2 separate regions of the Arachis hypogaea genome follow, and region 2 is linked to region 1. The links are chromatin contacts, called in public Hi-C maps. All regions are on one chromosome and are shown on one strand. The core of a region is the stretch at or near the end of the contact, and the rest is flanking DNA. Distances in the headings are between cores, read along the strand shown.

What was found. Hi-C and Micro-C count contacts between places; a contact is called where the count stands out from the background.
Region 2: a Hi-C map of leaf shows a contact between it and region 1, with 2.5 times the contacts expected there. The contact joins the promoter of LOC112764336 here to the promoter of LOC112763006 in region 1. A contact is called at or near these places in 2 of 8 Hi-C or Micro-C datasets (both in leaf).

What each region holds. Positions count from the first base shown.
Region 1 is chr17:23,232,999-23,240,822 of arahy.Tifrunner.gnm2.J5K5, forward strand. It overlaps LOC112763006, which reads left to right and starts at 4,941. Exons shown (of 3, transcript XM_025808786.3): 1 at 4,941-7,405; 2 at 7,498-7,824. The coding sequence starts at 6,649.
Region 2 is chr17:23,371,347-23,379,170 of arahy.Tifrunner.gnm2.J5K5, forward strand. It overlaps LOC112764336, which reads left to right and starts at 4,429. Exons shown (of 7, transcript XM_025809895.3): 1 at 4,429-4,705; 2 at 5,189-5,338; 3 at 5,915-6,128; 4 at 7,638-7,824. The coding sequence starts at 6,095.

The sequences.
Region 1 (7,824 bases), core at 3,691-6,190:
TTAGAATTAAATAATTCATTTTTATGAAGTTTATACTTTCGGAACTATATATGAGACCATATATATTTTTGATGAAGTTTTGCATATTCTAAAATATTTGATTTTACTTGAATATTTATTTTTAAAGCATTGAAGTATTTATGGGTACTCACTTACTTTAAAGATTGTGAAATATGTCTGAAATTCTTATGATTGAAAAAGTATGATTAGAAAATATTTCTAATGAGAAAGTATAATATGATTTAATTTGCTTCGATACCTTATATATTTGGAAAATCAAAGATTTGTTGTATTTGAAATTATATATTTTGAATTGGTTTGGGAGGCTCATATTAGAAAACCGTAGTTAACGACTGCTATGACGTTAACTTAGATGCATCTAACTCAGACCCCAGCTAGCGAGGGTGTTGTTAGCCTAACGTATAGGCCACGCGTTAGATCTGCTATTCTATTAGGACACACGAGAGGAAAGGGCTATCCATAGAGGTGGAGCCACCCAAGTGTGGACTTTTGATTTGATTTCTGTATGAGAACTTCCTTATTGATTCACTTATTATATATTATCAACTATTATTTTCTAATTAAAATTATTTTGAATTAATGTTTGTATGATTTATAGATGTATTGTCTAGTCACTGAGTTGCAAAACTCACCCCATTTTTCTAAAAATATTTTTCAGGAACAATTACGTGTCTATGTGAGACTTTCTATTCAAGATGTAACGATCTGCAATGAGTACTTATTCATTGACAAGTTCCTAGATGTAAATATGCTCTATATGACACAGGGTCCAACCATTCTTAATTATTTTAATTTTTGTTAAAAATGTATAACTATTTATTTTAGAACTTGTAAAATATTTGCAACTTTCTTATTCAATTTATATTTGAGTATATTAGGCTTGCTATAGGATTATTTTCCTGAGCGCCGGTTATGACTCATTTTGGGCTGTGATAATTAGAGTGAACGCAACAATGCTGTTTGCCATGGATCGTTAACTCCAAGCTGTGAAGCTTGCCGCTTGAGCCTAAGCTCTAATGCCAATTGAAGGTTCCCAAGTGAGTTGAGAAGGGTGGTTAAATCAAGGAACCACTTTTAGACTTGAATAAACAAGTTATGCAGAATTCTGGTTTTACAAGATTATTTGCAATTTTGTCTCTTGATTATGCAGAACAAAAAATGCAAAAAACAGGGAAGGAGAAGAGTGATGCCTCGATATATCCTAGTTCAGCCACGAAGTGCAATGTGATCTACGTCCAGTCTTTACCACAACAATGGTAGAATTTCCACTGTAATCAAGACAGATTAAAATAACCAATTCCAAGAGACTCATACTACTCTTATAAACCATCTAAACTATCCCCAATTTAGTAAATCACCTAAGTGCTAACCTAACCTAGTTAAGAAAAACCAAGTGCACTCTAAGTCTCTAACCCAGCACACTTTCGAAATCAAAACTCTTAATTAAAGGTTAAATAGATTTTGTACGAAATACTCTCTTTGTCTTTTTTGTATCTCTCAAAGTAAGCTTAAATCTAGAAAAAAGAGAAGTAAAAACACACTAAAAAAAAAGTAAAGAATATTTTTTATAGTCTTCGATATGCATGAAAATGATTCCTTCTTCATTGATAATTCATCAACATATAGAACTTCATATCTCTTCTTTAATGTAAAAAAAACATTTTTTTTTTACATCAACTAGCCGTTGCACCATTTATGCTTGAGGCCATTGGCGTTGAAGGAGGGATCTTTCCTTTTTTATCCTTCAATTTAACATGCAGAAGCTCTTTATGATTATGATATTATTTTGGAGAGCTTTGATTGTTGTCTTGATTGTGCATAATCGGTCCAAACATAGACTGCTATCTTCCTCAATGATATACTCTTTAATGTGTTGATATAGCACAATTTCAGCTACCTTGATTATTATTCTTGATTGATTTCTACAATACTTATCATCATAATGGTTAGTTATAATAGCAAATAGTTACTTATGTTTCATCATAAGGTATCATATCAAATTTTGACTCAACAATTGTACAGTGATTGTTCTTACTTAAATTTGATTATTAATCGTTGGTGTTTCTTTTATTTTTTATTTTTTACCTTGAGTATCTTGTCTATAATTCGGGTTTATATTATTTGCACATAAATTGTTCTTGTTTTTAACACACTCACAAACTCTAAACTCGAGCTCAATACCCATAGGTTAGATAGAGTGATAAGTGGTGATGCTTTGTGAAACCTTCAGTTTTCGTATAAGCACATGAAAATCTCTCACTCAAATTTAACATCTTTTTTTCTGTATGAAAAAATTGTATACCACTAGCCAATGTTTTGCCGTCAGTAGAAAAATTTGAGGACCTAATAAGGAGTCTAGAGCCAACACTCTCACATTATATATACAATCTTAGAACCTTTCTTTAGGAGTTAAATCTTTGCATTTCTTTGAATGATTTTTATTGCCATTTTCTTAAATGCTAATTATGCTTTCTCATTTATTGCATATACATTGTCCAATTTTGCAAAGATATCATCAAATTTTCAACATGGATAACAGTAACATTTTTGGGTCAACTAATATAGTCACCGAAAAAAAAAGAGTGGTCGTACAATTGTCAGAGCGCACACAAAAAGAAAAAGGAGACAACCTACCTCTTAGGATTGAAATTGCATTGCTTCATGATGAAAAATGTGATTTTGAGTCAAATAATTTAACAGTGATTAAGTAAATATGGTCTCAAATGAAAAGGCAAGAAGAGTTTTGTTGAAAAGTTTGGAGATATTCCTTGTCTCCTCTTCATTCCTATCGATACTCAACTGCTAAGGGCTATACTCCAATTTTTGGATCCCTCATATCAGTGTTTCACATTCAATCAATTCGATTTGACACCAACTATCGAGGAATACTCCAAGTTATTGAATAAAAAAATGTTCCTAAAATTTATTGTTATAACCAGAAAAAGACACCTAAGCGAGCTTTATCACAACTTATGCGGATTCATGCCAAAAAGCTTGAAAATCATGAGGATCGATGGACAAAATTTGGATGCAAGTTTTCTTTTCCAGTATATACAGAGTCATATTGATGATGACAAGGGATTGACAATGTACACATTAGCTATCAATGGTCTCGTGGTATTTCCAAGAGTTAGAGGTCAAGTAGATAGACATGTGATAAAGCTATTCGATCAAATAACTCATGGTGTACATCCAAGTTTGGCTATTTTATCAGAAGCCATTAGATCGCTTAACCATTGCCGACATCACCCTAAGAGCAAATTTTAGGGTTGCTCCCAATTGCTCATCGTTTGGATGATCATTCATCTCGTTGGCTTAGAAGAATTTGGATATCCCATTATCAAATGTAATAAGTATACTGGATTTAAGATTCCTTTATACGAGCATAATAATGTAAGATGGTTCTATCAGTCACCAATCCAAGATCAATGGGTAAATTTCTTTTTGAGGATACAGGATGTCATCTGGCGCATGAGTTGGCTTCCTTTAACGTATACGATTTATTGTTGCAGGAATAAACCCTGGGTTCACCTGTCGGTCCTTGGAGTGTCACTAGCTATGCTCCTGCACTGGTCAAAAGACAAGTAGGCTCTCTCTAATTCATCCCTATGACCCATGATCTCCTTGATATGTATTTTACGTACGAGATTCTTAACACAGCATGTAAGGTCAAAGAAATCATTACTGATTGGAAAGATGTTAGATATGTAAAATCTGGCGTACCAACATTAGGCACTACTCCTGGATATCCATTATGTCAAGCTAACAGAGGTAAAGGGTTTAAGGCTCCTGTGATCATTGGACTCTAGCTTCCAATGCACGTTTAAAGACCCTATACATTATAAAGCAGAAGCAAACTATAGATATGAAGATGCTTTCAGACAGTTAGAAGAGAAAAAAACAATGCTTATTGAACAATGAAAAAGAAAAAAGGTTGATCTAAGTCACCGTCTGGAAAAAGCGACAAATGAGGTAACTGAGCAAAGAAAAAGAGCTAGGATCATGGAAACTAAATTTGCAAAGTTAAAAGAAAAATACCATTTCTTGAAAAGAATATTGCAAGAAAATGACCAAGCTTTAAAATCATGTAATACTGAAATACAAAGTTTACGTCAAGATGTAATGAAAAAGAATCATAGGTTGAGAGTTGACAATGATCTCACTACCTTGTTGGAGAGTAAAAATGCAAAACTACAAAATAATATTGAAGATTTTGCCACAACATATGAAAAATAGAGAAGAATGTATACAAAGATGGAGCAAGGGATTGCCATTTTGTTGAAAGATATCAGAGATGTTACTTGTCATGCTAGGAAGAAAGCTAAAGAAGTGTAAGAAGCTAAGGCCAAATTACCACCTAGGGAGATACAAAAATTATTGTCAGAATTAGTAAAATAGTTGAATCATATAAGGAAATTTTACTGATAGCAAAGTCCTTCTAAAAATAAAATTATTTGTACTTGGGTGACTATTTAGTTGTACCAATTTGAATGTTTTACCTTCCAAGAAAAGATAATGATATGTAATTTTGGGTTTCATAATAATACATGCATGATTTCCTGATTTACTTATTATCTTTTCATTTGCATTGGCATTCGCATATCATTTAATACATTTAAATAAATAGAAAAATTGTCGCTACAACATCCTTATCGAACTCGCTCGCAGTCAAAGATCATGGATGAACTAGGACATGCACAAGAAGAAATCAAAGAAGAAATGAATCAGATGAAAAAGCAAATAGCAAAAATTTTGGAGTCATTGCAAACAATGAGTACAAATGGAATTCCTGTAGTAATAGGCGAAGAACGAAGAAATGTGCTGGAGTACCCACCTAATGATGCATCTCAAGAGATTATTATCAACCAAGGTTTTCCAACATCAATGCCAATGTATGGTCTTCTCCCTGGGTATGTACATCCCATTGCTGTCACTTACTTTGATAATGTTGCAACAACACAGAATATTTTCAATATTGTCCATCCTATCAGTGAAGCCATGCCAGGCAGTGCAATGGTGGGAGTTCATTCTCAAACACTCAATAATGGGATAATTTCTCCTATTCAAACTTCTGCTGATTGCTTCATCTTCATGATCCAAAGAAAAATTTAAAATTTTGGAAGAAAGATTAAGAGCCATAGAAGGGGTAAACAGTTATGGTCTTATGGAAGGTAAAAAATTTTGCTTAGTTCGTGATGTTGTGTTAACTCCAAAATTCAAAATCCCAAAGTTTGGCATATACAAAGGGACCACTTGTCCAAAGAACCACTTAACCATGTATTGCTGAAAGATGGGTTCATACGCACTAGATGAAAAATTATTGATCCAGTGTTTTCAAGACAATTTAATAGGGGCTGCATCTAACTGGTATGCACACTTGAAACCATCTCACATAAAGAATTGGAAGCATTTAGCGGATGCCTTTGTAAAGCAATACAAATACAACATTGACATGGCTCCTGATAGATTTTACTTGCAGAACATGACTAAAAAAAAGGTGAAATTTTTAAGGAGTATGCTCAAAGATGGAGAGAAATTGTTGCACAGGTAGAACCTCCAATTATTGAAAAAAAATGATCACCATGTTTATCAACACCCTCCAATACCCTTTTTATGATAGGATGGTTGGAAGTGTATCATCAAACTTTTCAAATATAGTTATTGTTCCGTCCGGGATGATCTAACCGAGCTATAGGTCGTTCAAGAGAGTCTAGCCGAGCTATAGGTCGTCCAGTTAATTTACGATCTTCGGCCGAAGCTATAGGTGGGTCGACCTTCCAATCACCGGCGGGAGAGCACCTGCAAAAAGTTCTCCGACGCTCAAGTCAGAAAGGAAATTGAAGTATAAGCAAAAACAGTTATAAAGTCTTTCTTCTACTCTTTTCTAGTGATCGTTCTCTTTGTTTCACTCCGCCCTTCCCATCTCTTGGAGGTCCTTTTTAAAATGGTATTTTTGTGCGGTTGAGTACTTGTTTTCCGAGATATCCTCGGCCATATCCGATGTGTTTGTTATATTTGATTTTTAGAACGTTTTGTTGGACGTGATTCCTTGCCGAGTTATAGGGCACGTGCTCATCGTGATTTCTGATATCTTGGGCCGAGGTTAATGGTCCATACCACAGCCCCCAAGCTTGGCCTTGTTTGAAAAAAGGTTGGGGAGGAAATAGGCCAAGCTTTTGTTATGACCTCGGCCTTTCCAATATTGTAACGTAGTCCGTAAGCCCCCAAGGTTGGTCTCTTTCCGACCTATTAGCTAAGGTTTAGTAACACTTGAATTTTGGCGTAACCCCTTTAAACGTGGCTCCTTGATTCTCGCGCCCACTAGCATTTAATTGATGTGGCTTGTTTGCACGTTTCTCAATGTACCCCCATCCATTGATTTAAATTTGAATGGCTGTGATAAAGAGTGGAAATGGGGTTGAAAATGTCAACCGTTTGTTGTGTCTTAAATTTTGTTTTTTATGTAAAATATTCTTCCTTGTTTCTTTTTTGAAAAGCCGCTACTTCTTCCCTCCTTCTGAAAAAAAATGTCTAAGAAAGGTGAGTGCTTGTCACCTTTGTTTTGTGCATGTCTCTTGATTGTCCTTCTTGTTTTTGTTGCTGTAATATTGTTTTTGTGTTAGAAAAATGGAGAAGCCCCTTGTTAAAGTCGTCGACAGTGACCTATGTAGCTGGGTGGATGATAGTGTGAAATCCTTTGAATCGTTTTTTAATGATGCCAAGTCAGTGGAGTTATTAGGATCAGACGTCTGGATCAGGGAGGGGAGTGATATTAAGATCGAAATCTTGTCGTGTGGGAAAGACGATCGTGTTTGTGAGTATTTAAATGATGAGTCCTACTTTTATGTGTATAGTTGTCTTCTAACGGAGCTAGGTGTACGATTTTCCTTCTCTGAGTTTCAATGTGGCGTGCTATTTTGGTTGAACTGCGCTCCGTCGCAATTGCATCCCAACTCGTGGGGTTTTGTGAGAGCATTTGAGGTTTTGATGGCGGTACTTCAACAGCCGCCATCTTTGAGGGTGTTCTTCTCTCTGTTTCAGGCGAAAGGTGTCCGGCGAGGGCTGTGGGTGAACTTAAGTAGCCACCCTGGTAGATCAATGTTTGCTCTGTATAAGTCTTCTTTTAAATATTTTAAGAATATGTTTGTCAAGGTTAGGGCTGCCGCGGGCCTGTTCCCTTTTTATCTTGATGAAAATTTGGAAGGGAGATTTCCTATTTCCTGGTGTCCGGAGCCTAACCAAGTTCTGGACGTTGAAGATAGGCTTCCTAGTGAACAGGCTTTGTTAGAATTTTTAGTGTCTGAAATGGAGAGTAGGGAGTTATTGTCTGTTGTAGAATTATTGAAGTGGGACACGGATGAGCAAGCCGTGTTGGATTACCTAGGTAACATAGACTAGTTTTGGAAATGTTTGTGTTTAGTTTCGTGTAATTTGTTTTTTTTTGCTAATATATGTGTTTTTGGTTTCCTAATGCAGGGGAGAAGGTTCCTACTATCACAACAGCTGGGTTGAAGTTATTTTTTAATCAAAGGAAGAAGGATGAAAAAGAGGGTTCTACCACCAATGTCCCTAAGGAGGTTGTCACTGGTGCGGTGCAATCTGATTTGAAGTCTAGAGGGAAAAGAAAAAGGGGTGCGGTTAAGGCTTCTGAAGCGAAGGATGAAGATGATGTCAGGTTCGATTTGGTGGAATCAGCTTATGAGTCACAAAAGGTTCTTCATGGGTATTCAATCGATGATCATGCAAAGTCACTCTGGAGTAAGTTGTTCCCTTTTATGACTTTGGCTGAACAGTTTGGTCAGT
Region 2 (7,824 bases), core at 3,179-5,678, 140 kb after region 1:
GGTGATTGTTATTATGTTAATTTGGGAAGAATCATGGTTGAATGTTGTTGCTGAGAATTGTGTTGGAATTGATATGTTGAAAGTGAATGGAATGAAAATTAGGGATGAAAATGAGGTTTAAAGAGTTTGAAAAATTTGGTTTTGGGTTGAATTTCGGCGGGCTATAACTTGACTTCCGGAATCCCAAATTGATTTCAACTGTTTTAAATGAAAATTGGATTCGTAAAGTTTATGCCGTTCGAAGAACGGAAGAAAAACGATTTAAAACGATTGAGTTATGTCCATTGGAAGATTGAATTTATAAACTGTGCTTATAACTAATCATGTAGCTTTGCTTTTTCAATTCAGCTACTGTAACTCTGCTACTGCATCTACCTTATTTTTTTTAAAGAACGTACGCCCACGCGTCCATGCGTACGTGACGAGTCCATGCGTGCGCGTAAGGGGTAAACAAGCATGTCCACCCGTACACGTACCTACGCGGACGCGTGACATGAAGTTTTCAACCACGCGTACCCATGACGAGGGACGTGCACGTGAGCTGCACTTTTACAATCCCACGCGTACACGTGAGCCACACGTACATGTGGAACCTATTTCAGCAAACATGTTTTTCAGCATTTTAAACTATATTTCAAATTGTTAAACCTCTATTTTCATTCCATTGGTCATAAATAATAGTGTTAAACCTGATAATCAGATGAAGTTAGAAAATGAGGATAACTTGAAGGTGAAGTGAAGTTGAAAAGTGAAGAATTGATTATGAGATGTTATGGATAAGTCATATATGATGCTTGACTGGATATTCTGATGAAAGATTATGTATGAAATTTGGCTTGAATGATTTAATGATTTGAGATACGAGATTTCCTAGATAAAGTGTCGTGGCGTGCCACCACGTGTACCAGGTTGAAAGCTTGATACTCTGTTGACCTTACGATGTAAGTGTGACCGGGCACTATAAATTCCCGGGAATGTAAACCCCATTGAACAATATTGATTATTTGAGAAAAAGCTATGCATAGACTCTTGGGGATGCACGTCTGGGGACAGTCTAAGGTTTTCGGACTTATTGGATTAGCTGGATAACCGACAGATGAGCCTCATCAGCCATAGGACAGGCATGCATCATATGCATACTACTTGAATTACTTGTTTGTTCATTAACTGGGTGTGCCTAAGTGTACTTGCCATGTTAAATGTATATGTGTTACCTGCAGTATTTGTAACATTATTGTGCTTGTCTTTACCTGCTTATTTGTCTGTGAAGTGCTGACAGAGATGGATGTATGGAGGAATGGCAGTATGGGACTTAGATTTTAAGGTTAAGTTAATTTAGGTTTAGATACTCTTAGAAAACCACCATTTTATGGCTTCTGTTTAAAACTTTAAGCTCTATAATCTGAGTGTCGGCGTTCTAGGATTGCCTCTGGCATTCCCAAGGCCTTATATATTATGTGTGTGGCACCCTTACCATACTGAGAACCCCTGGTTCTCATTTCATAATATGTTGTTGTTTTTCAGATGCAGGTCGAGAGGTGTCTCATTAGGCGTCTGGGCTCTTGAAGCAAAGTGGTTACTGGGCTATTTTGTTGCACAGTGATGTATGTTTATATGTACTTAGATTACTCTCCACATAACTTGTTCTTTTTATCCTCTTAGAGGTTTATGGAGAGACAGGATTTTGTTTATGTACATTTGGGTTGTGTGTGTGTGTGTGTGTAAGTATTCTCTGGCCAGCCTTGACTTCGCAGGCTGAGTTAGGAGCTTGTTATTTTGTATCTTTGTCTCTCTATTCCTACTTTTATTATTTTATGTTTGATAGATATTGTTTTCTTCACACGTAAGTTATTCCGTTTCCAGAGCATTGCGCTTTTTATTTCGCGATTTTGTTTTACCCATTTTTCAAGGCTCCTAGTTTATTATATTCTTTTTACTATTATAGGTACACACTTTATTTTAGAGGTCGTAGCGCCTCATCACCTCTCTATTACATCCTAGGTGTAATGCTCTGTGTGGTAGGGTGTTACAGTCTCAAATTTCCAACCCAGTTCGTCTTTTTTGGCAGGTTATGCGGGCCAGCCCGGCGGGTTTAAGCCCGTTTGGCACCCCTAATAATGACCAACTATATTTATACAATATGTAAGTTGAGAAATAATTAAAATACTATATCAATTAAATTATCATTTAATTTGTGAATTAAGTATATAACTTGTTGCTTTGATGATGTTATTTCTAACTTAAACTTGGATAACGTCATCAAAGTAATAAGTTATATACTTAATTCACAAATTAAATGATAATTTAATTAATATAGTATTTTAATTATTTCACAAATTATATATTATATAAATATAGTTGGTCATTATATATTGTATAACTATATGTTACTTCTGATTTTGAAAAAAAATTCAAGTTATAACTCCTATTTTAGATTAATTTTTTAATATTAAAAGTCTCGATAATAATTTTTTGGGTTAAGTACGATTTTGGTTCCTAAGGTAGGGGCTAAAATTTTTTTTTGTCCCCAACCTTTTTTTGCTATAAAATAGTCCCGAAGGTTTAACTTAGTTTTAAAAACGTCATTTGGACAAAAATACCCTTCTCCCTTTTTCCCCAAAATCAACCAGAAAGCAGAGGCAGAAGAAAAAACAGAAGCAGAAGTAGAAAGCAGAAGTAGAATCAACAACAACAACAATGGATAATGGAATCACAGCAACAATAAAAGCAGAAGCAAAAACAGAAGCAGAAAACAGAACCAAAATCAACAACAATGAAACAACAACAATGGATAATGGAATCACAGCAACAACAAAAGCAAAAATAGAAGCAGAAGTAGAAGCAGAAGGTAGAAGCAGAAAGCAGAAGCAGAAAGCTGAAGCAATAACAATGAAACACCAATAGATCTGCTGGCGTCCGGCGAGGAGCATCGACGACCGTCCAACCTCGCGGCTCTACTGGCATCGACGGGACTCACTCCAGCGGTGGCGGCGGGACATGGCTCGATGGTGACCGACGACGGCAGTTCGCGATGAGGACGACGACAGGGCGTGGCTGGATACGATCTTCCTCAGCGCCTCCGTTCCTCTCTTCTCTTCCTCTCCTCTTCTCTTTCTCTCTTCCTCTGTTCTCTCCTCTCTTGCTGTTAGTGTGAGTGAGATCTGGAACCTCTCTCCTCTTTCGTTAGTGTGACCAAACGGCGAAAAGTGGCAGCGGCGGCGGCAGCAAGGAGTAGCGGCGCTTCCCCTCCCCTTTCTCACCTTCTTTCCTGAACCCCCCCCCCAAACGAAGCATGATTCTCTTCCCCCATTTTCCCCTTCCCTTTAACCTTTTCCTTTTCCTTTTTTTTATTTTTTATTTGTTTTAGTTAGGGGTATTTTCGAAATAAAAATTTAAAATTTAGTAAAAAGGATAATTATAAAACTAAATTAAACTTTCGGGACCATTTTGTAGCAAAAAAAAGGCCGGAGACAAAAAAATTTTTTAGCCCGATCTTAGGAACCAAAATCGTACTTAACCCTAATTTTTTATATGCTAATGAGTCAAATGATGATTTTTAATAAACTTTTAGAAATCGTTTAATGTTCTAATTTACATTCATAAGTTTATAAAAATGTAGATTTTTTGAAATTTGAACTAAAACACAAAAGTTGAATTTCTATTCTTATTCATTTTGATTTTTTTATATTTTATTTGAATTCAAATTGAGGATATTTTTTTTATTAATATTTATATTTTAAAGTAGTAAATATTAATAACCTGTATATATCAGTATTAAATCGAATCAACTAAATTCAATTTATATGTATATGCTGCAGAAGTAATAAATTGAATCAACTAGATTCAATTTACTATTGATATAGTATATATAGTAAATCGAATTAATTTATCTTAAAAAAGCGTAAATCAAATTTAATTGATTATTAATTTTTAGGATATAAATATAAATTAATTCACTTCAAGACATTGCTGTAATTTTGATCTTCAAATAATTTGATTGTGTGAATTATTCTTTCACATACACACACAATATGTAATATTTACAACAAAATTTCATGTGAATTTGATAGTCGAGAAACTGTTAGATGAAAATTTAGTCAAATCAGTCAAAATCATCTAACGGCTCTCAATTATCAACTTCACATGAAGTCAACTGCACTTGCGTTTTCACCTTATATAAAAACTTGATTATTCAATTGTAGCGGATTTAATTGTTTTACAATAATATATTTAATATTTTTGTAGAATTGTAGGTGATAATTTGTTGAAAAATATATAAAATAAAAAATATAAACATAAATATATATTTATTTAATCACTGATTTTGTGTGTTCGTATTTTTATATATATCACCTTAAGGGAAAAAATGAAGAAAAAAAAAAGGCCTTATTCCATGAAATATTGAAATCTGACCAAAAACTAAAACTTACGAAAAGAATAATAAAAACAAAAAAGGAGAGTTTACTACCTGTGTTAGTGTGTTGAGCCTAAAAATGAGAAATCACTAACATTGTCACCGTTACCCTAGAAAATCAGGAATCGTTGAACAGCCTCAGCCCAGTGCACGCGGCCGGATCGGAAAGCTCCGAACCTCCGCCGGTGAGTCCGACGGACCACCACGCAAGCGGTGGTCCTATCCTTTCACGATCATTCACCGCCGCAGCCGCACGATCATCGAAGGCATTCTTTCTCCCTCTTGGTGTCGGTAATGATACTATTGCATTTTCTGTTTGTTCGTTTTGAAAGAATTTTATACTTTTATACTTCAATTTTGTTCTGAAATTGCTCTTGTTTGTTATTCATTTGTTAAATGTGTTAGAATCAGCTTCGATGAATGCTCTGAAGAATCTGCTTTTGTTGATCGGTTTACTTTTGAAGCATTGTGGATGCTTTTGCAATTCGCGATTGCAAATAATATTTATTTTCTCGGATTTTATTCCCTTTTATGCTCAGGAAAAAAAAAAAAAGAAAGATTTTTCCTAAACATTGATGCATATGTTATATTCAATTCAATTTTTTTTTAAGTTTCACTTTGATGCCACGTAATATTTTTATTTCAAGAACAATACGCATTTGCCTAAGTATTTCGATGCCGTTCTTATCACTAACTCAACTAACATTAACTGTATCCAATTGAAAGTTGGTTGGAGATTACTGAATTTGATTCTTTTTGCCTTCTTGCCTACAGAGCCAACAAAACTAAAATGACAGATACTAGTGACTCCGGTTTTAATCTGAAAAGAAGTACTGACGTATCTTGGCAGACGCAGAAGGAAAGTGCTGAGCAAAATGGGCTTTCTGATATTGAGCAACTGGTGAAAAGGAGCAAATTCTCTAGGTACAATAATTCATATTGCCGGATTTTATTTCTTGCTTGTTTGAAGGGCTCATTTCATAACTCTATTATGGAAGTTCATGTGTTAGATCAAAGTAGTCATTATCTTATTTAAAAGGCCTGTTATTTCTCAGTTCAAAATTTTGATGTAAATTAACCCTCAATTTAGGTATTTGAGGAAGCAGATCTTACTATTTCAGATTTTTCTACTATGCTCTTGTTTTGTTAAATTGGGTTAGGGCTATGAAACTTCTTCTCACAAGTATTTGACGTAGCCATTAATATGAATAATGGCATTAGCTAGTTATGAACAATGTATAAGCTATAGAAAAATGAGCCAAGCCACAAGTAAGCTTAACAGATGGTTCAGCTTACCTCCATCATGTGCTCACTCATCATAGAACATGTTAACAATAGCATTTACTGCTTCTTTCGGGTATCTTTGCAGCATTGGAAGACTACATGATAATTTTTCACTTTATTCTCCATTCCACGTCCTTCCAAAGATACCCTGAAAGCCTTTGTTGTATCTTATCTCACGACATGTCTTGTCCAAAAATCTTTTATCCACTCTTGTAGAGATGAATTCAACCGCTTGGTGGAGTTATTAAATTCAAGGCTAGTGGACCCTCCTAATGTTGAACAAGGAAAGCAGAACGCTAATTTGACTTCTCAAAAACACGATGAAGAATTTTCAATTTCCCAACGGTTTCTAAAGGTTTCCGATGCACGAAGACATGAAGAGTCAAAAGGAGCCATATGGGAAAGCCCAACACCTCTTGGTCTGTCAAATGTAAGTATTACAATTTGTCATTTAAGCTGTTCACATTCAACACTAGTTTATGATTGATCCCTTTGCTCATATATTATGTTATGCAAAATTTGTTATGCCTATGTGTGTCCCTAGACTTTAGTGTTTAGTATACTTGTAGTATAATCGTAAACTATTAACATAAGAATGTTTGAGCATGCTTGGGAAAGGCGCAATCAACTTTGTTTTAAAGGAAAGTTGACCTGGATTTCTGGAAAAATCAATATATTTGGGTTAAAATTGAATATAAATTATAATCAAAAGCTTATAATCTGAATCCAAATAGCAGCTCATAATTATAAGCAACTTTTTGGAGCTTTTTTAATAGAGGCTGATTATTTTAGAATTGTTTTGTTCTTACCAAATAGACCACACATCAAATATCATGATATAAACGAAATTCCAGACCTTTTTATTTTGGCATACAGAAGCAACTTTTTTTGTTTTTAATACAATTCAAACAAAACAAATTTTCCTGAAACCACTTTTTAGTGTTAGTATCCAGAGTTCCAGATATACATGGATTCTTTGATTATATGAAGAAACGGTAATACAAATAAGCAATTACTAAAATAATTTAATCTTGTACCCCTCCCAATCACATCATTTATCTATCAGTTTTTAAAACCAGTGAAATGGTATGGATATGTATGTTTCATCTGTTTAGGTTTTGTTTGGATATAATATTCTTAGAGTTCATGACTTCATGCAATTTCAAATGCATGGAAATTCAAGTGCATCAATTGCAAAACTTCTTCATTTGGATGGAATAAATATGTTACCTGCATTAATAAAAATCCTTTGTAAAGGTAAGGTATTTAAATTACTTCCATTAGTTTGTTTTTCCCTTATTTAATATAATTGAGTTTATTTTTTATTAATTTTAATTGAGACAGAGAGGAGGAGAAACTAACAGTGTGTTTGGTTTACATTTTCATTTTGAATATTTTCTGTTTTCAAGAATCAAGATTTTGTAAAAGAAAAAGAAAAGATGGTGAAAACAGTGAAATTTTATTTTCTGTCTTCACATCCTGTTTTCTCTTTTTTCTTCACAAAATTCTAAAACCAGAAAATACTGAAATGAAAATAGAAAATAAAAACACAAACCAAACACACTCTTATTCCCACATTATAACTGGAAATTGAAATCCCCTGTTTTAGCTAATTGAAATTCTTTATCAAAATTCCTTGAGTTTTTACAATTCCTTTGAGTTAAATTCCCAAACATGATTACCATAAATAATTTTTTTATTCTCTAAAATTACTTACCCTCCCTTTAATCACCCCATTCTTTTTTAGCTTAGATTGTGGCAAGAATGAAAAATTGAGATCAGTTTTCTTGTTTGCCATGTTAGTGTGGTGGAATAGATTGAATTTGATAGTAACTGCAAGTTGTATATGCATCTATCATAGTTACATAGAACATGTCCTTTTCTGTATCCGATTTATTTGTATATATGGCAATCAAATTAATAACTCTCCAGGTTCCAGATAAATTTGGTGCCTCACCTGTTGAGATTGCTAAGGCATATATGGATTCACGTGCAACTGAAGCAGGCCCCAGTTCTAAGAGCATAATACAAACTGTTGAAAGAAGAGTATCACGTGGTGAGGAATCTGCAATCAAACTTTATGATCCATTACCATTTGCAAAGACATCAACATGTTGGCCTGGTGT